Linked DNA regions of Mus musculus: all the other regions are linked to region 1. A link is a contact called in public HiCAR-type and promoter capture Hi-C data. All regions are on one chromosome and are shown on one strand. The core of a region is the stretch at or near the end of the contact, and the rest is flanking DNA. Distances in the headings are between cores, read along the strand shown.

Region 1 (4,737 bases), core at 1,361-3,860:
TCAAAGCGCGGACCTCTTCCCACAGTCTGAACTGTCCAGGTCATCACTCCTGGCTCCTTGATGCCGCTGATGGACAGGTGGTAATAGCTCCCAGAGTGCTGAAAGGGGCGCAGACTTCAGGTCAGAGTCAGCCTCTGCTTGGCTCTGTGCTGGGGGAAGCTGCTGTCCAACTCCTGGGTTTCCGGTGCATTCTCTGGGTGCCCTGGGGCCATCTGACCAGCTGCAGAAGAGAAAGCACCCGTAGCACTGAACCCAGGGGTCAAAGGTCTGCAGAGGCAGAAGTTGGGAGGTGCAAAGACCTGAAGAGCTGAGGATCCGTAAGTTCCTGTCAGACTGGCATTTAGAGCAACAAAGATCCTGTGGAGAGAAGCACAGGAGGCAGGCCTGCCTGGAGGGCCTTCCTCACCCAGCAAGCAATGCAAAAGGAGGGAGTGGGCCTCTTTTCCTATTCACTTCCTCACCCAAAACCCATCCTTAGATCAGGACCTTCCAAACTCATCACCTTTATTTTCTCTTGGCTATTTACTAGATGACAAACTAATAATTTGTCTGTATAATATTAATGAGTCAAGATCATACTTACCTACCAACTAGTACATGTGACTGAGGGACAAGGCAAGTTGTTAGACCCTGAGCCCTAGTTAACTAGCCAAGAGCTAGAGACCAGACCGGGATCTCTGGCTTAAGCTGTTGTAGCCCTGCGGTGAGCACACATTCCTGCCAGGCCTCTTGTTAGTTGAGACCAGCTGGATCAAACTCTCCATTTTTCATATCATGAACCTCTTATCGCTGAGTCTGAATCGAATTCTATTTCACATCCTCCCCAGCAACCCAAAGCATGGCCTCTCCCTACGAATTTCACCCCTTCACCGTGGAACAGAAAAGTCAGGCTCAAGCTAGCCAAGAAAACAATAACAGAGGAACAAGAGTCACAGCACTGGAGTGGCCAAAGTCAAGTTCATCAAGAGGGCAAGAAAGACAAAGAATGATTTGTGGAGGATATTTGGTATTTGGTTAAAACCTATTCCCACTTTTGGGGAAGTGGAAATAAGAAATAGGCAAAATATGGGGCACTACTGCCATCTGGTGGCAGTATCAGACAATTCACTTCACTTACACTGTCATCATAAAATGAAATCTTGCCCCATGACGTTGTTTATAATTCAATCCACTGTAACCTTCAAACAAAACGAAAGAAAATTTTGTCACAACAACACCACGAGGTAATAAGATTCTCCCCACAAGTGGCTTTAGGACGATCAGCTGCCTGGCTAGACTCCCTCTTTACCCCATACATGGAAATGAGCTCAAAAGGTCTGGGAGACTTACAAGTGCTGATGGTAGACAGTCTCAAAGCTTTAAGGACAAGTATCTATGGTTTGTGTTAGTTAGTAGTTGCTGAGAAAAAGAAGAGTTGACAAAATAAACTCATCCACACAGGAACACCTTCATATTACAAGGTGTGGTGGTTTGAAGATGCTTGGCCCAGGGAGTGGCAGCCACTATTAGGCATGGCCTTGTTGGAGGAAGTGTAGGGGTGGGCTTTGAGACCCTCATCCTTGCTGCTTGGAAGACAATCTGATGCTTTCTAGGAGTGGTGGATCTGAAGGAGAAGGGAGGTGGGATGGAGGGACTGGGAGGAGAAGAGGAAGGGGAAACTATGGCTGAGATGTTATATATGAGAGAAGAGTAAGAAAAAAGGATATGAGAGTGGAAAGACAGAACTGTTGGGAGTGAGAAGTAAATAAAAGAAGGGGATGCTGGGAGAACATGATCAAAATATCTTACATTCATGTATGAAATGAATAAATTTAAAATATTGTAAAATAAAAGAAAGGATGAAGCTTCCTGTCCCGGCCGCCATCGGAGAGCAGCAGCCATGGCTCTGTGCTACCCCATGGCCGTGGGCCTCAACAAGGGCCACAAGGTGACAAAAAATGTCAGTAAGCCGAGACACAGCCGGCGACGTGGGCGCCCCACCATACACACCAAGTTCGTGCAGGACATGATCCGGGAGGTGTGCGGCTTCGCGCCCTACAAGCGGCGAGCCATGGAGTTGCTCAAAGTGTCCAAGGACAAGCGCGCACTCAAGTTCATCAAGAAGAGAGTGGGCACGCACATCCGCGCCAAGAGAAAGCGGGAGGAGCTGAGCAACGTGCTGGCAGCCATGAGGAAGTTGGCGGCCAAGAAGAATTGATGAGCCCTCCCCCAATAAAAGATGGTTCCTACAAAAAAAAAAAAAAAAAAAAGATGAAAAGGGGGAAAGCAGGGCTGAAGAGATGGCTCGGTGATTAAGAGTACTGATTGTTGTTCCAGAGGTCCTGAGTTCAATTCCCAGAAACCATAGGGTGGCTCACTACCATCTATAATCATTGCTGGTGAGAATATATATTAGTGCATTCAGAGTGGAAATCAAATCAACATGGATGTTCCTCAAAAAAAAAAAAAAAAATAGGGTGCTGGAAAGATACCCAAGGGTTAAGAGCATTAGCTGTCCTTCTACATGACCTAGGTTCAATTCCAGTCTGCATGTGAGAGACCAAATCGTTTGGGTTCAGACTCCATCTTAGAAAACCTAACCTAAGGTTGAACGTGAGTTATTAACCAACTGGCACCTAGCACCAGTTTCCAGGTTACCAGATTCCAACCCCACCCCCACCCCCTTCCACAAGACCTGTGCCTAGTACCAGTTTCCAAGTTATTCCCCAACAAATCTGTTTCTCCAGATTAAAAGCCTGCCCCTAACAAACACCTCACTTCTTAGCAACCACCAAACAGGAAGAAAACAGAAGTTAAGTTTATGATTTGGTTCCCAGTACCAGCCAATTATGTTAAAGGTTATAATGGCTCCCCAGTCAGATAGTCCCTTCTTGCTTCTATCATGCTTGCCTAAAACTAGGCTCAGGGCTCCACCTTCCTACTGTGCAAGGGATGCCTGGGAGCCCAAGCTCCAGCTTGAATAAGGAGACGCTAATGCAACTGCATTGGATTCAGCTCCTTGGTGATCTTTCGGGGGTTCACAAATGTTTCCTGGCATACATAACACATGATGTGAGAGAGCTATAGCGGAGCTTCAAGAGCATCATGCCCATGGCAGAGACACATGGGGATCTAGAGCTCAGAGAAACCAAGGAAAAAGACCAACTGTCATCAGCACACAGGAGGAGGGTGCCAAGCTCACCTGGATCTGCAGGTGAAAGTGGAGCTCAGCAGGGTGTCTGCCCAGAACCCTTCTAAAAGCCTGGATGTCAATCAAATGAGAAGGCATAGAAGGAGCTCTTGAAGCCCTGAGCAGGAGACCCAGTTATCAGATGTAAAGACACATGTAGTTTGAAGGCTGAAAATGGATTTGTGGGCTTAGGTAGAACATTCCCAGGCTGAAAAAAATCCCACATACCCAAGAGGCAAGTTACTGCTCTCAGAGTGGGCTTCGGGTGAGCCACCTGCCCCTCCAGACTCTGCAGTACTTCTCAGAGGCACAGATACATATCTCATAGAAGGCTAACAACAAAGCTGTACTTGGGCAGCTTTTTGGCATTTCCCATCACAAGTTCTCATTTTTAAATTATGTGCATGTATGACTTTAAGGGGGAAGAAAAGAGGGGGACACCATCTTCACACACTAGTTACATGATGTAACTGCTGTTGATCAACATTCTAACCCGGTGAAGTTCATGTTAGGCATGGCACAGGTTCCTCCAGTTTCTCAAACCATGCTAACAGATCCTCTTACTGTATCTGTGACAATTACAGATGTCACCTTATACAGCAAGACCCACTGCTTAAGCAGGCCAACCCAGCAAGGATCTGATAAATATTTAAACCCTTTCTAAGGTATAAGAGAACACAGAAAAGGGACTTCGTTGTTTTCCCTGCCTCAAACACTGCTGTGAAGAGAAGCTCCAACAGGGAAGTCCAGTTCTCTCTAGAAGATAGGCACAGCCTTGGTATGCCCTACATCCAGGCTGGCCTTTGGGCTGCTGCCTGGCTCCTGGGAGGTAGCAGTGCCTGAGAGTTCTCCAAGCACCTACCAGGTCATGGCCCACCCCATTGGCCATTTGGGTTTCTGAATCAAAGCCAATTAGTGGTATTTTCTAGGTGTCAAATTCTTGTCCCTGTGTCTTTCAATTTGAATCAATCGAGCCTCGGATAACCCTCATTGGCTACCATACTGACACTGTGCAAAGCTTGTCCCTGTATCTTGAGAAGCACAGATAATGGCAAACAAACAACGTGTGTAGCCTGCTGCCAAACTCAGACACCATGATTTTAGATGATCAAGTGTTGCTAAACCTTTTCCTCTTTGCCGATAGGAAACGTGTCTAATGAGCTGAAGACAGGGGCAAGAAAGATTTATTCAGATTGCCAGCCAAAGGAGATGATGCCAGGCTGTCTCCAATAAAGATCATCTTAGCTTATTATGGTTTGAGCCCTTTCATCCCTAAGCAAGGGGCAAGAACTGGAGCTTATGTTGAGAAACTTCTAGCTGCCACTTCAGGGATCTCCAATGGGACTATCCTGACAGTTGCTATGCAGGTAGCCATAAATATGTACTGCCTCCATAAATACTAAAAACATCATAGCGACTCTTATTTTGGATAGAAGCAATCCATTGGCCTTAGAAGCCAAAACTTTCCTGCCAGCCATTCAAGATAGAAAGAGAAAAGTTTCAGACTCCCAGTCCTGGACAAACATTTTCTTAAGTGATGGGCATGTCTGCATGCTGAGCTGAGCTGA
Region 2 (4,737 bases), core at 711-3,210, 2.3 Mb before region 1:
TCCTCTCTACTCTAAGCAGTAATTTTTTTCCCTGTCCCTCCTTGGAGAACTTAGCTGAGGAGGACTTGAGTTTTCTCAAAGGGATCCCAACCACCTGGGTATCATGTGATACAGTCAGCTATACTACCCTGACAGGCTAGGAGGTATCATGTGATACAGTCAGCTATACTACCCTGACAGGCTAGGAGGTATCATGTGACACAGTCAGCTATACTACCCTGACAGGCTAGGAGGTTTAGAGACCACAAAAAGGTCAAGCTACATACCCCAGATGTTCCTTTCCATATCTCTGCTTTCCAGCCTCTCTCTAAACCACATCCTGCCCCAGCATGGGCCCAAAGGGCCAAAACCAGTGATAACCGCAACACTGCTTGGTTTGACAGCATCCTTTTTCTTCCAAAGAGCAAGTGTGAGGGTGGCTAACTTTTGTCTTATTTTGAAGCGGTGAATCAAAAGGTTAGGAAGTCTAGTGTGAGGAGTGGGATGGGTGGGTGTGCTAAGTCTGTACCAGGATATAAATACATTCAAAGTGGGTGCTGGGTGTACGTGATTTTATTTGGTGCAGATGGATGGAAGGATAGATAGATGGATAAGTAGACAGATAGATCACAGGTCATGGAGAGATACAAAATAGATACTTGGTCGGTGATGATGGAAGACACTTAGAACTAGTCAAAATACTGAGAATTAGAGGCTATTGGATGCCAAGTCATAGAGAGGACACATATATACCAATACTTCCAAGGCTCAGGAAACATCATGGAAGAAGGGGTAGGAAGAATTTAAGAACCAGAAGAAGGGGGGTGAGGTATGGAATGATGATTTCCAGTCATGACTTGGCTATTGAGTTAACAACAGCTGGATCACCTGCACAAGATCTCCACAAGAGTGGGCCCATTAACACTCTATCATGGAAAGAGGAGGGGCTTATGAGGTACCACCCCACCCTGAAGATTTATACACAATTAATAGTTGGTGAGGTAGGGAGAGACATTTACTTTAGGGGTGCAGTCACTAGTACAGTGCCTACAATGCTGTAAAGAAGCCCTTGCCCGTGCTCCTATAAACAACACTAACAAAATTCAATGGGTTCCTTCTCGACACCCCCCCATTCCAAAAAAAAAGACATGGCAATAAAAGGGATACTTGTGGAAAGAGTAGGGGTTATCAGGAGTGGGAAGGGGCAAAAGAGGGTAACCAGGTGAACATGGTTTAAAGGGCACAAGTAGGTCACAATGGAATCAATTAATACGTAGAATCAACGTGTGACAATACAGTGTTCTTGCTAAAAATTTTAAAAAGAAAACACTTAGTGCAGACATTGCCAGCAGTGAGAATGCAGGTATTTTTGTCTATGTGCTAACTAACAGGAGGTCTACCGTTTACCTGTGCTTCACAGGGTGTGTGGACACGGCCCTGTGGAGTTGTTTTTGCCTATTGTGTCTGCAGTGTCTGTATGTGGGAAGATACACCACACCACCCCGCCTGGGAGTATGTATGGATGCATGAGGCTTGGAGCGTCTATGTCACTATGTGCCCATCATGTAGGCTGTCTACCATCAGGTTTCTCTGTAACTAGAGTGAGGAGGGCATCTCTGCAGAGAGGGGAAATAGAGGGAGTAATGTTTGGGACTCTAGAACAGGGAGGTGGGTGAGGTTCGTGGTTTTCTATCTATGGGCGGTAGGGCGTGCTGCACCCAGATGTGTATTTGTGCCCTGGATGTTGGAGGCCTTGTGCTTACTCCGACGTACATCTGCCTGGCAGTCTGCGACTTAGAAAGCGGGGGGGGGGGTGAATTTGGGAGATGGGGTGTGTAGGAGGAATGGATGGAAGTGTGTAGGTGGAGAGGTTGGAGCACCAAAGCGAGCGAGGCGGAGAGAGTCGAGAGAAGGAGTGGTCCTCGCTCCAGTTCTCCCCGCCCACCCTGCAGAAAGTGTCTTCTGATTGGCTTCGAGGCCGCAGGGCTCAGGTTACATTCGCAAGAGTTGCGGAGCGCGGGAGACCGGACCCAAGAGGAGAGAGGCTGGTTCTGCAAGGATTCTGCGCTGGTCGGGGAGTGCCCGACAGCCCCTGAGCTGCCACCCAGCATCGTACAAACCCACCCCCGCTCTGCGCCAGGCTCCACCCCAGCCAAGGACCCTCAACACCGGCAATGGACTGCTGCACGGTAAGTCCATACTTGAACTCAGCGTGTTCTGGGGCAAGGGGCACACGAGAACCCCTGGGGGGTGAGTGAGGGATGGAAGTGGGTGCGGAAGACCTAGGAACAATGTGGGAAAGAATGGTGCTGAAATATTGTATTGGATGATGGAAGGCGCCTGCCTGATCTGAGCCAAGCCCTGGGGAAAATGCTCCCCAGCTCGCGGGGGCGTCTGAGCGCCCATGGGCCAGACAATCTAGGTTGTATCTGGATCTGAGCAGAGCTTTCATGCAGGAAAGCTGCTGCTTAGACGAGAGGTGGAACTTCCCCCACGGAGACACAGGAAAGTTGCTGGTGTGCTAGTCCTTTCCCTTGGTATTTTTTGGCCCCCAAACGATTTCCTATCCCACTGCTGCTGTCGCGGACTGTGGCAAGATCTTCACGACCCTCAGATGATCGTCTAAGCCCTTATGTGGCGAAGTCGGGGAGAATCCACCCTGGTCTTGGTGGTGATGGGCAGGAAAGAACCTAGTCAGTGTGGTTCTGGGGTGGAGCTGGTTCAGCCCCCAAAACCTTCTCCTTTGGAAGGTGCTGGGTGAGTGACCGTGAGAGGGCCCTGTGGGCAAGGGGAGGAAGTGTCTATCAGCGCCTACACGGAAACTGGATGCTGCAAGTGCCTAACGCCAAAGCAGATCTTGTTAAGGGCTCTTGTATGAAGGCATCCAGCACTGGTCCTGGCTCCTAGCTGGCTAAAGGAGTTGAGTGACCCATACCTATATAAAACGTGTTTGCTTATTCTTAGCCTCCGATCTAAGGAAAGAGACGACTCCAAATTCCTAGTGTTTTCTTTCTGTCACTCTGGCTAAAGACTCCAGAGGTTACTTAACGACAGCAGGAACCCCACCTTTCTCCCACAATGTGCAAAATAAATAAGTTTGGAAGGGAGGAATAGCCCATATCTTTGAGAGGTGACACTTCCCAATGCCCAGTGTCCAAGACGCAGTGAGAACTTAGGGGCAAGCCATTGCTGACATTTTAACTCTTGTTAAATAAATAACAGCTGCCAGAGTGCCTGATCACCCCAGGTAGGTAGGTCTTTTACAGTTGTACAAATGGGGCTTAGAAATGTGATTTTTTTTCCCCAAGTAGGCACCTTTGACAAGTGTGGAGCCCTGTCCTCTCAAAAGATTGCCCTCCAATCCCTCTTTGAAGCATACTGATTTTCATTACTGTAAATGCTCATAGCAGTAAATGTATAGATCAGAAAAAATATATACATATACATATACATATACATATACATATACATATACATATACATATACATATACATATACAAGCATGCCAATCACATACAGTTCCGCCCTTTGAAGAACACTATCCAGGGCTTCTTCCAAGGAAGCGGTTTGCTATTCTCCAGGGAACAGTTTGTTTGCTTATTTGCTTATTTACTTACTTATTTTTGGTGCTGGGGATTGACTTCTGGACTTTATGCCTGCTAAATATGTACTCTGCTTCTGAGCTACACACTGAGCCCAAGAATCACTTTTTGGCTGGGAAAGGAAAGGTGTGGGTCTTCAGTCTCAATTGAGGAAGAGCCCCTCATCCCCAGCAATGTTCCATTAAGTAAAAAAATAAAAAATAAATAGATAGATGGCAGATTATGAGATATGAGTCAACAGGGGAGGAGGGTAACTGCTAGGCAAGAAAGAAAAGGCTGAGAAGCCAAGAAGGATGGGGAAAGGAATCGGGAGATGTGCCAGCAGGGAAGACATGAATGGGTGAAGACTCTAGGAAGCCTGAGAAGGATGAAGAGGGTGAGATGTGGGGCTCAGGCCTCCAACCTTGTCTCTCCTGGTTAGTGCTTATAAAAATACCCAGGAAGCCATTGGTGCATGGCAAGTAGATAGCTACACCACAGATAACTAATACTGATAGATAATGGCTGAGGGTGTGGTTAATGTGTTTGAAATCAGTGTCCCCTAGAGGAAGAGGGACTGCCAGAGGTATTGAATGTCCAGGGTCCAGGGGCACCTCCTGCACTGGGCCCTGACACAGTCTCTGTTTTTTTATGTCCCAAGTCCACTGGACCAAAGGGCCAGATAATATTCAGCATCAGTCTCATTCTGTGGAGTTGGAAGGAGGCAGAAAGAAGGAAAAGAGGGGGCAAAAAAGGGCGGAGGACTGGAAGAGGGCAGGGCTGCTACCAGGCATCCCTGCGCTGTAAAGAGAACAGTATGCCTTCCTCATCTTTTTGCTCTGGAGTTCTCTTCCATGACCATCCTACCTGATGTTTGGGAAGAATCTAGCCGTGCCTTACTTGTTCTTTTCCCCCTTGGTAAGCAAGCTTAGAGAGAAATGAGGAAGAAGAAAACATCAGTGTTCTTTTTCAAGGGGATGTTTTTAAAGGAGCTATTATTCGATGTTCCAGTGTCTGATTGACATCGCAAATGTACATGACTTTCCTGCCTTCGTCTAATAGGAAAAGAAAAAGAAATCTGTTTTGATAGCCCACTCCTTTCTCCTTTGTAGTCTCGTTGACTGTGTACCAGCTAACAGTATCGAAGTAACCACCCGCCCTGAGGCAGGGGGTAAA
Region 3 (4,737 bases), core at 687-3,186, 2.1 Mb before region 1:
TTACCTTGAACTTTGAGTGTGGGGTTAAGTGCGTGTTTATATGCATGTATGTGAGTAAGCGTTGACAACAGAGTCTTCCCTTATTATTGATCTCTATCTTATTTTTTGAGACAAGGTCTTTCACTGAACTTGGAACTCACTGTGTAGACTAGACTGTCTGGTTAGCTTCTGGGATTCACCTGTCTGTTCTCCACATCGGCACTGGGATGATCGACATTCACTGTCACACTCTGCTTTTATATGAGTGCTGGAGAACTTGACTCTTCACGTATGTGAAGCCAGCACCTTACCCACAGAGTTCTCTCCTGAGCCCTTATTAGATTGTAGATGACTCCTGTCCTTACCCTGGATAGACACCCTGGCTGCTCGGCTCTCCCGTTGCCCAGCATTGTTGGTGGCCATACACATATAGGTCCCCGAGTCATTCTTCTCTGCTCTTGACACCATCAGGGAATCCCCAGATACCTGTCAGGTTCAGATACTCCATGAAGTCTTCAATTTGAGAAGCTTAGAGGTTGGAGGGTGGGTCAGTTGCTCAATGTGCCCAGGACAGGATGATGTATGGGCAAAGGAGTTCCCAGGATTGGGGTTCACTCACTGTGCGCCTCCCTGGCTGGAGGACCAGGGGTTTCCCGTCTTTCCACCATGAGACCGAGGGTTTTGGGTAGCCCCAGGGAGGACCACACTCAAGAACCAAGCTCTCTCCCACCACGGCCACTGTGTCCCGAGGTTGGATCTGGAAGTCCTCCTGGAGGACTATTGGGAAGTCAGCAAATCAGCAGGAAGCACGTCTACCCACCCTGAGTCCTTCTAACATCCTAACATGGATGGCTTATCCGAACATGCTTACCCAATTCTGCTCTACCACTTCCTTGCCCCTCTATCTCTAGTTTAACCTAGTTCTCCATCCCAAGACCCTCAGTCCCTGCCTCCCTTCACAGACAGACTCTCGTATTTCCCTGGACACAAGCATCTCAGCCTAACTCTGCTTCCCCCTGGGCCTACCCTCCCAAGCCTCACCAGCCACAGACAGCCTAGCACCCCGGCTCACTGCTGTGCCCAGCCGGTTGCTGGCCTCACATGTGTAGACACCCAGGATTGCTGAGAGGATGTTCTGGTCATCTTGTGGCCGTCCCTGGACAGAGGGCCGATGTAACAGGAGGGTCCCATCCGGCAAAAGGTAATGTAGGTCTGGGGTGGCCATGCTGAGGGGCTGCCCATTCAGCAGCCAGCGGATAGTGGGAGGTGGTTGGCCGGATGATCTGCACCTCATCTTGGCTGGGCCAGAGCCCTGAAGTAGCTGGTCCTGGGGGTGAACTAGGATCTGGGGTGGAGAATCCAGAGCCTCACCTCCTAAGAGGGAAAGAGAGACTCCTGTACTGCACCCCTTCTATGTCTTGTGTAGGAATCTGTAGTCTTGTGTAGGCTTATCTTACTGAACATTTATTTCCAAATAAGAAGCTAACTAGGAGGGGAGAAGGTCTGAGTCCATAGGTCAAGATCTGCATAGCTCTTTCTCTGTTGCACGCACACACACACACACACACACTCTCTCTCTCTCTCTCTCTCTCTCTCTCTCTCTCTCTCTCTCTCTCTCTCTCTCAACCCCCATCTTTGTCTCTGATACTTCACTGCTAACTAGAAGAAAGGCACCAGACAACAGAGATGCTCCTTTGTCCTGCTGGCTTTGGATCCAGACCGTGGATCCTGCCATGAATCCAGGAGCGTGGGTTAGGAGAGGGAGGGCCCTACTCACCCATGATGAAAAGCAGCAGCAGAGGCAGAGGCCACTCCGTCCCCAGGAGGCCCGTTCCTCCAGAGCCCATGGCTGCTCTCGGCTCCTCTCCTTGTCCCATACACTTTTGTCCGGTTGTTCTGAGCTCACAGCAGTAAGGGAAGAAAGGGAGGGGTGGGGTGGTGGTAGTTGTTTGTGACTGAGACTCTGTCCCAGTAGGGAAGCAGCTTTGAGGAAACGGATGCTTCCTGCCTGGCCCTCATGCCTTAGAGAACTGGGAGGGGACCAGAGGTGAGAAACTCTCTGACCTCTACACTTCAGCTGTAATCCCCGGGATGCTAACTGCAGGCTAAGGGTTTACTTCATGTCTGAGTTAGGGTTTCTTAAATGAAATCCTCACACTGATCCCAATTGTACCCATACAATCTGCCAACTCCACAGCTCTGTTCAAAGCATATGTTTAATCTTGGTCTCTATCGGCTTTTTCCCATTAGCCAGCCACCTAATAGAGGAGGAGGAAGACCAGAGGTTGAGCCTCAGACATAGGAGTAAGGAGCTGAAGATAGAGTCCAAAGGGCTTACAGGCCAAGAAAGCAAGGGGCACATGGGGGTCAGGAGGTAGCAAGTGTCTATCTCTGGTCCAATCCCCAGGAGCAGGTAGACTGAGTCTTGGGAGGCTAGAAAGTAGGAATGACTCAGAACCTTAAGCTTTGAAAACCCATGGACTAGCTGGGCAGTGGTGGCACACGCCTTTAATCCCAGCACTTGGGAGGCAGAGGCAGGCGGATTTCTGAGTTCAAGGCCAGCCTGGTCTACAGAGTGAGGTCCAGGACAGCCAGGGCTACACAGAGAAACCCTGTCTCAAAAAAGAAAAGAAGAAAAGAAAAAGAAAACCCATGGACTATGTACGCATTTTCATCAAAAGATTTGGAAATGATGTCTGTGGGCTCTTGGGCAGATTCCTTCATCCTCAAAGCCAGTTTTCATACCTGTAAAATGGGGATATTAATAATAGACACCACCTTCAGATCCAGAGTAAAACTGGAATGAGATTAGGCATGAGATAGACTAGGTATGGACACAGGGGTATCACCTGTGTTTTTGTGCACATCCCACCACTGAAACTCTCTGAAGCATCATCAGTGGGATGGGTTCTAGGATTGGGGAAGATGGTCGTAATGAAGCCTTCCAAGGCTGGCCTGGTCTGACACCTGTCTTCTATGGCTACATAGCACACAACCTACACAACAACTAAGCTGACTGTATTGGCTCCTCCCTGAAACCCAGAGAGACTGCCTTCTCCTCAGAGCCCAGCTCCTGTTTACCAGTCTCTTCCTTCCAAATCTGGAATCTCAGCCATTTCCTAGAGCTGTTCACAGAAGGCCAAGGCCAGGCTCTGAGCTTCAGCGGAAAAGCGTGCAGGCTTTGTTCTTCATTGTTCTGGCCAGCTTGTCTGGAGGCCCCTAACACAGCTGACCCTTCTCCCTTCCTCCCCCTCCCTGTTGGGTTTCAGGAACAGCATCAGCCCTAACCACTGGACTTCTGTGCTTCATCTCTTTCTGTCTCCTGAGACAAACTAAGACTGATTAAGACAGGATTAATGGGGGAAAAAAAAAAACCTTAAAAACACTACAGTCTTTACAAACTGAGTGAGTCTGTGGGCTACAGAATAGAAGTGAATAGAGTGACTATAAAAAGAAGGGTGGAAATTGGTGTCAGGCTAGACTTTGGGATTTTAGGAATGGAAGCACTTGGTGGCACATGGCTGAAATCCTAGCATACAGAGGATCATGAATTTGGTCTAGTCCAGGCTGGACCCTGTCTCAAACAAAACAAAACGAACCAAAACAAAACAAAAACAACAACAACAAAAAAAAATAAAGCAAAGCAAAAATGGAAGCACGAAGGGTGTTGTTAGCCAAGTCTGTGCCTTCTTCTGTGTGGAGGGTGTATGATGTCAGATGGGTGAAAGGGACATTTATATGGCTGAAGTCAGCCAAAGACGAGACAGGAAAGGGTGGGCAGGCAGTTTCAATGAACCTGGGATTTCCCAGGTACACAGGGTCCAAGAATGGCCAAGTTCCACAAGAATGCTATTGCTGACAACAGTCCCTTTTCAGTCTCTTTTGCTTCTACTTATGAGAATTCAGCAAGTTCTCAGCTAGTGTTCCAACACCAACTTGATTTTATTCAGTTTCTATGATCCAGAAAGATGGTATATATTTTCCTCAAAAGAAAACACTTGTCGGTCTCAAAGGAGCCCAGATTCATCCCCCCAGCTTCTTGCTCAGCTGAGTAGAAAGAGCAGCAGAGCAGACAGGCAGGGAGTAGGGGGTGGTGTAACATAGGACTGGAACCCAGAGTCCATGGCAATGGGAGAGTACCTGTGACTACATGTCCTGTCCCATACTTAAAGTTCAATATTCTGAAGAGCCACCTGCTGAGAACTGAAGCCGACCAGAAGGAGGAACATCGACTGTGAACCATTGCTACAGGACATGAAGCCTCCAAATGCATCCAGGCAAACTCAGGGATACACATTCATTTCCAGTACTACGATTGTCTCATTTCCACAGGCTAAGGAAGAGCCTACCACATGAGTCATGGGGGGGGGGGTGTGGGTGCATGGGAGCCACCTCCTGTCTGTTTCTATTTCGGGGAAGTTTTCTACTTTAGGGGTCTGGTGACATGCAAGCCCCGTGGCCGTTTAAATTGTACCTTTCTGCACCCCTGGTTCTAGTATTTTGTGAGTAGTTTATTTTTGGCTGTTTGCAAGAGAGAGAAGAGAGGAAAAGAACCAGGTACCCTTCTGGGTGGTCCTTCAGAGCAAATTTCTCTTTAAGTCAGGATCCTTGCTTCTCTGGATTCCTGTAGCATGTTTTATGCAGCTGAGGATTCCTCTCCAAGCTATCAGGGTCAAAAGGCAAACTTAGGTGGTATTTGAAGCCAGATGCAGATAAGTGTCTATTCTTCTGAACAAGTGACCTGAAATAAGTTGTGTA
Region 4 (4,737 bases), core at 928-3,427, 2.1 Mb before region 1:
TAAAAGTCACATGAATGAAAAGCAGAAATGATTTACTCACTATGGTCACAATGGGAAGAGGGACAAAGAGGTCCAACTTCCAGGGGTCCAAACATGAGGATAAAGTTTAAACAGAAGGCATAATTAAAGAATCCTGGCTAAGGTATGGTTACTGACCCATAATTGTTTCAGCTCCTATCTCCTGCAAGGTGGTCTGATAAGTTATTGGCATTCTGGGACATCTATTTCTGATTTCCAGGAAATAAGTTTCCTATATGGCTAGCACCAGACTTCAGCCTTTTCTTTCTCAAATCATGAGATTTTTTTTTGGGGGGGAGGGAGGTCATAGTGGGGCAATTGTTGTAGCCTCTTAACTAGCCTTTCCCCACTTATTTTTATTTGTCTAATTCTCAAGACAGCATATGGAATTTTTTTTAAAGAAAAAAATTGGTACTCATTAGCTCAGAGTTCTCTGATGGTGCTCCATCTCAACACATTATAGTACTCAACATGCTCTATGTTGAGTACTTGGCATGCTCATCTCCATTCTACCCCTTTCATCCTCTTCTAGTCAGCCTCCTTCACTTCTCCCAGTCAGTCAGTGCTCCCACATTAATGCTCATTCTCTACCCAGAAGACAGTGTGTGTGTGTGTGTTGTATGTGGGGGGTATATAGGTGCCTAGGGAGGCAAAAAGAGGACACTGGATCCACGGAGCTGGAGTTATAGGAGAGTGTGAGCACGTGAGTGCTGGCATATGAACTTTAGTCCTCTGGAAGAGCAGGAAGCAGTCTTAATTAACCATCTCTCCAGCTCCTACCTGGAATCATCCTATACCTGGGTATGATGTTTTGTGACTGTTATTCCAGCCCTTGGGAAGCTGAGGCAGGAGGAACCTGAACTACCTAGGAGATCCCATTAAAAGCTGTGAAACAATCAACTATATACCTAAAACCCTCCCTTGAAGAGTATAAAGGCTTGTTCTATGATCATATATAGTTTCTGTTTAAAAGTAGACTAGTTAAAAAAAGTTGGCAGGGTATATAGTTCTTGACCAGCATGTATGAAGCCCTGGGCTTAACTTCCAGTACTGAGTAAAATGAAATACAAACAAAACTCAAAGATCAACTTCAATTGCCCTAGTGATGTCTTCTCTGGAAATGTCCTATCAATGTCAGTGTAAATTCTCCAATGGATTTTAAATTCTCCAAACAAGGGATCTTTGTTCACTGGGAGTATCTGGAGTAACCAGAAAACATACTGATATATAAAATGCTTGCAATAAGGTATGTTGAAGTAAAGCAGGGTGACACGTGCCTGTAACGGCAGCCATTGGGAAGGCTAAGGCAGGAGGATTGCAAGTTCGAGGCCTGGGCTACACAGTGAGTTCAAGTCCAGCATGGGCAACTTAGTGAGACCCTAACTTAAAAGCAAAATTATTAAGGCAGCTAGGGTTTCCACTGCTGCACTTGCCTAGAATGCCAGAGGCCCTTGGTTCAACCCCCAGCACGAATATACACCTTGAGTAAAATGAGTGTATGTCTTTTGGGTTTAATGAAATATCCCAAGCATTGTTTGGAGTGAGTTGTGATGGTCACACACAAGAACATGTCAAAGGTAATCACGAAATAGCGTTGTAAACCTTAGGGGCTGCATAAAAGCGCAGTCTGGTTGATTGTTGGCTTGGTTTGCTTCTCAAGGATCCACTGGCAACATGTTCTTGCCCAGTGGTTCTCAACCTTCCTAATACTGCGACTCTTTAATACAGTTCCTTATGTTGTGGTGACCTACAACCATAAAATTTGGGTGCGACTTCATAACTGTAATTTTGCTCCTGCTATGAACTGTAATGTAAAATATCTCATTGCAGGATATCTGATATGCGACCCCCAGAGGTAGCGACCCTTAGGTTGAGAACTGCTCTGTCTATTCCCGAGATTTCCTCAGCGGTGAACGCTTACTCGCCTGTTCATCATGTCAGACCTCTCACTTCGAGATTTGAGAAGACTACAGCGCCAGTATCCAAAGAGAGGCCGAGTCTAAGCTCGCTGCCGGATTCAACAACCCGCTCTAGTCCTCCCCAACCAAAGGGCAGGAAGCGGAAGTGACGTAATCCCCGCGCTCGGATTCCCGCCTCCCCAGCCCAAGACGGGTGACAAATGCGGAAGAGGCAGGGCAGGCGTGGGCCCCGGGGTGGCAGTTTGCTGTTTGTCCTTTGCGTAGCAGCCCGCGGAGTTTGAGTCTGTGTGTGAGACGGACCGGATCGCGGCAGGCTCCAGGCTTCACAGGTCTCCTATCCAACTGTTGGAGCCTCACAGGACCCCGCTTTCCTGGCCGGGCTTCAGACGCCCCCCACCTCCTGTGCCCAGGCTTCTTAAGACCCCCGGCTCCTGCCCGGGCCTTAGACTCCCCTCCAGCCCCATGCCGTGGGCCGGCGCTTTTCCACCCGCGGTCATCTCAGACTCAAGCCCTGCCCTTAGCGCCCGCCTATGCTCACCTCTGGGCAGGCTTTCATCTCCCAAGTAAATCCTTGTTTTTTCGTCCTCTCATCTCCGTTCCTTCTAGAAAGTAATTTTTACGCCTTTCCCCCTTGTCTTAAGCCTTGTCCCTCTTTCTCTTTTCTTCTAACCAGAAGTCAATGCCAGGAGGTATGGCGCCCCTCAAGAAGCCTCGGAATCCCACAAAATTGCCCCTGGCTTTAAATCCCACGAAGAGCAAGGACGTTTTGGCAGTGCTGGCTGAGAGGAACCAGGCCATAATACCAGTTGGGGCTTGGGTGGAACCTGCCTCACCAAATTGGTCGGGAATTCCAGCACATGTGAGTGTCAGTTGACCCGGTTACTGTGATCGCTGCCAGCCCTTTTTATTAGCCTTCTCTAAATTTTTGGTACTTAAAGAAAGATGAACTGCTGGAGGATGCTGTTTCCATTCTGATACAGGTTATATTCTTGCGTCAAAATTATACAACAATGATGTGTTTTCCAAAACTTGCTTCATCTTTGGTTGACACAATCAAATATTAACTTAGTTCTTACTACATACCAGCAAGTAGGCTAGTTTACTTCACAAACATGGTTGTTTGCTGTGAATGGCATAGGTACTGTGTACAATTTCCCGACACTGTAACATAAGAAGAATGACAGTTGGTCACTCTTCAAATGTTAAGTAGTTGCTCAGAGTTTATAAGTTTTTAAATGCAGATCCAGGCAAAATGAAAATAAGAAAATAAAAGAAAGAGGTTAATCCTGATAGACTCTGAGGAAGTTGTAAATTCCACGGGGCCAAGGAACTTCTTGTTTATTTTTGTTTTTGGGGTAAACTAGGTCCTTAGGATGTAGTTGTTGAACGAATGAGGAACTATGGTCATTGTCTGTGAAGGAATAGAAATGCTGTACACTCAGGGTAGAAGCATTTCAGATGAAGAAATGCCCTTTCAAAAGTTTACACATGTAAATATTTGATTTAATTTAATTTAATTTTTGATTTAATTTAATTTAATTTAATTTAATGTAAATATTTGATTTATTTACACATGTAAATATTTGATATTTGATTGTAAATATTTGATGTAAATATTTGTTAGTATTTGCTAACAAATGAGAGTGGTTTTGCTAGTTTTTTTTGGCTTTATTTAGTATTTTTTCTTTCTTTTTTTAATTAATTAATTAATTAATTTATTTTTATTACATATTTTCCTCAATTACATTTCCAATGCTATCCCAAAAGTCCCCCATACCCTCCCCCCCTCTTTTTTTTTTTTTTTAAAGACTTATTATTTGTAAGTACACTGTGGCTGTCTTCAGACACCCCAGAAGAGGGCATCAGATCTCATTACAGATGGTTGTGAGCCACTATGTGGTTGCTGGGACTTGAACTCAGGACCTTCAGGAAGAGCAGTCAGTGCTCTTAATCACTAAGCCATCTCTCCAGCCCACAGTTGTTTAGTATTTCAACAAACTGTTCCTTAGCTTTTTGTTCAAATTTTATTGTGCATAGGGAGTAAGTCACGTTCCACACCCCTTGTTTTTAAAATTAAATAATATTGCCTAATGTACATAGTATTTGTGGAATGTAGGAAATATACAATGTTCTTAGAATATACAAGGTACTTAACATGGGTGATTTTAGAGGAGAAACAAGACATTTAAATATTAATTAAGGGTCTTGGAGGTAGCTTACAGGTAAAAATACCTGTGTGCAACCCTGATGAACCTGGAGTGAAGCTGCAGAGATAAGAGAGACCCTGTGTAGCTGGTCTCTGCTACTTTGAGGGTCCTTCTTTCTTTCACCCTTCTCCATCCCTTCTTTTCTAACCTTTCAACCCCCTGACACTAGATAGCAACAACAAGGAAAAGGATAGGGGAGAAAGGAAAGAGACCCCTGAGTAAAGTCAGGAGTTAGAAGGGGTCAGCGTTATTGCTAGACTACTTTCTGCTGATTGGAGTCCCTTGTGGCAAGTTTGATCTTTTGTCATTAGGATATCTAATTGCTTCTTGTCTCTTCTTTGAACACAACTACTTAACCCAAAACAACAACTAACCAACGACCCAGAAGGCCTCTCTGGGCCCTAGCATTTGTATACCATATATGCCCTTGGTCTGCGTAGGGTGTTCATTACAAGTCAGACATAGTTAAGACCTTGTCTCAAACGAAACAACCCCAAAACATGGACGCCCCCAATTATAAATGTTAATATGCAATATAGTAAGTTAATTTTATTTATGTTCAGTGTATATAGTTACACAGTCATTGATTTTTG

Evidence for each region. Promoter capture Hi-C pulls out the DNA fragments that hold promoters and counts their contacts. HiCAR-type assays count read pairs that join an accessible place to other places.
Region 2: a promoter capture Hi-C map of liver shows a contact between it and region 1, with 3 times the contacts expected there. The contact joins the promoter of Nrgn here to the promoter of 4933422A05Rik in region 1. A contact is called at or near these places in 2 of 39 promoter capture datasets (both in liver).
Region 3: a HiCAR-type map of astrocytes shows a contact between it and region 1, with 7 times the contacts expected there. The contact joins the promoter of Robo4 here to the promoter of 4933422A05Rik in region 1. A contact is called at or near these places in 1 of 39 promoter capture datasets (liver) and 1 of 115 datasets of contacts at active chromatin or transcription factors (astrocytes).
Region 4: a promoter capture Hi-C map of pre-B cells shows a contact between it and region 1, with 6 times the contacts expected there. The contact joins the promoter of Ccdc15 here to the promoter of 4933422A05Rik in region 1. A contact is called at or near these places in 5 of 39 promoter capture datasets (cranial neural crest, hippocampal neurons, liver and 1 more), 1 of 115 datasets of contacts at active chromatin or transcription factors (astrocytes) and 2 of 9 other capture datasets (adipose tissue and liver).

What each region holds. Positions count from the first base shown.
Region 1 is chr9:35,278,978-35,283,714 of GRCm38.p6, reverse strand. It overlaps 4933422A05Rik (RIKEN cDNA 4933422A05 gene), which reads right to left and starts at 2,610. Exons shown (of 5, transcript NR_040715.1): 1 at 2,509-2,610; 2 at 1,118-1,178; 3 at 1-357. It also overlaps the pseudogene Gm5614.
Region 2 is chr9:37,549,968-37,554,704 of GRCm38.p6, reverse strand. Nrgn (neurogranin) reads left to right here and starts at 1,960. Exons shown (of 4, transcript NM_022029.2): 1 at 1,960-2,168. The coding sequence starts at 2,154.
Region 3 is chr9:37,399,171-37,403,907 of GRCm38.p6, reverse strand. It overlaps Robo4 (roundabout guidance receptor 4), which reads right to left and starts at 1,936. Exons shown (of 18, transcript NM_001309390.2): 1 at 1,757-1,936; 2 at 1,021-1,353; 3 at 599-756; 4 at 345-465. The coding sequence starts at 1,826.
Region 4 is chr9:37,345,797-37,350,533 of GRCm38.p6, reverse strand. Ccdc15 (coiled-coil domain containing 15) reads left to right here and starts at 2,177. Exons shown (of 16, transcript NM_001081429.2): 1 at 2,177-2,500; 2 at 2,611-2,796. The coding sequence starts at 2,617.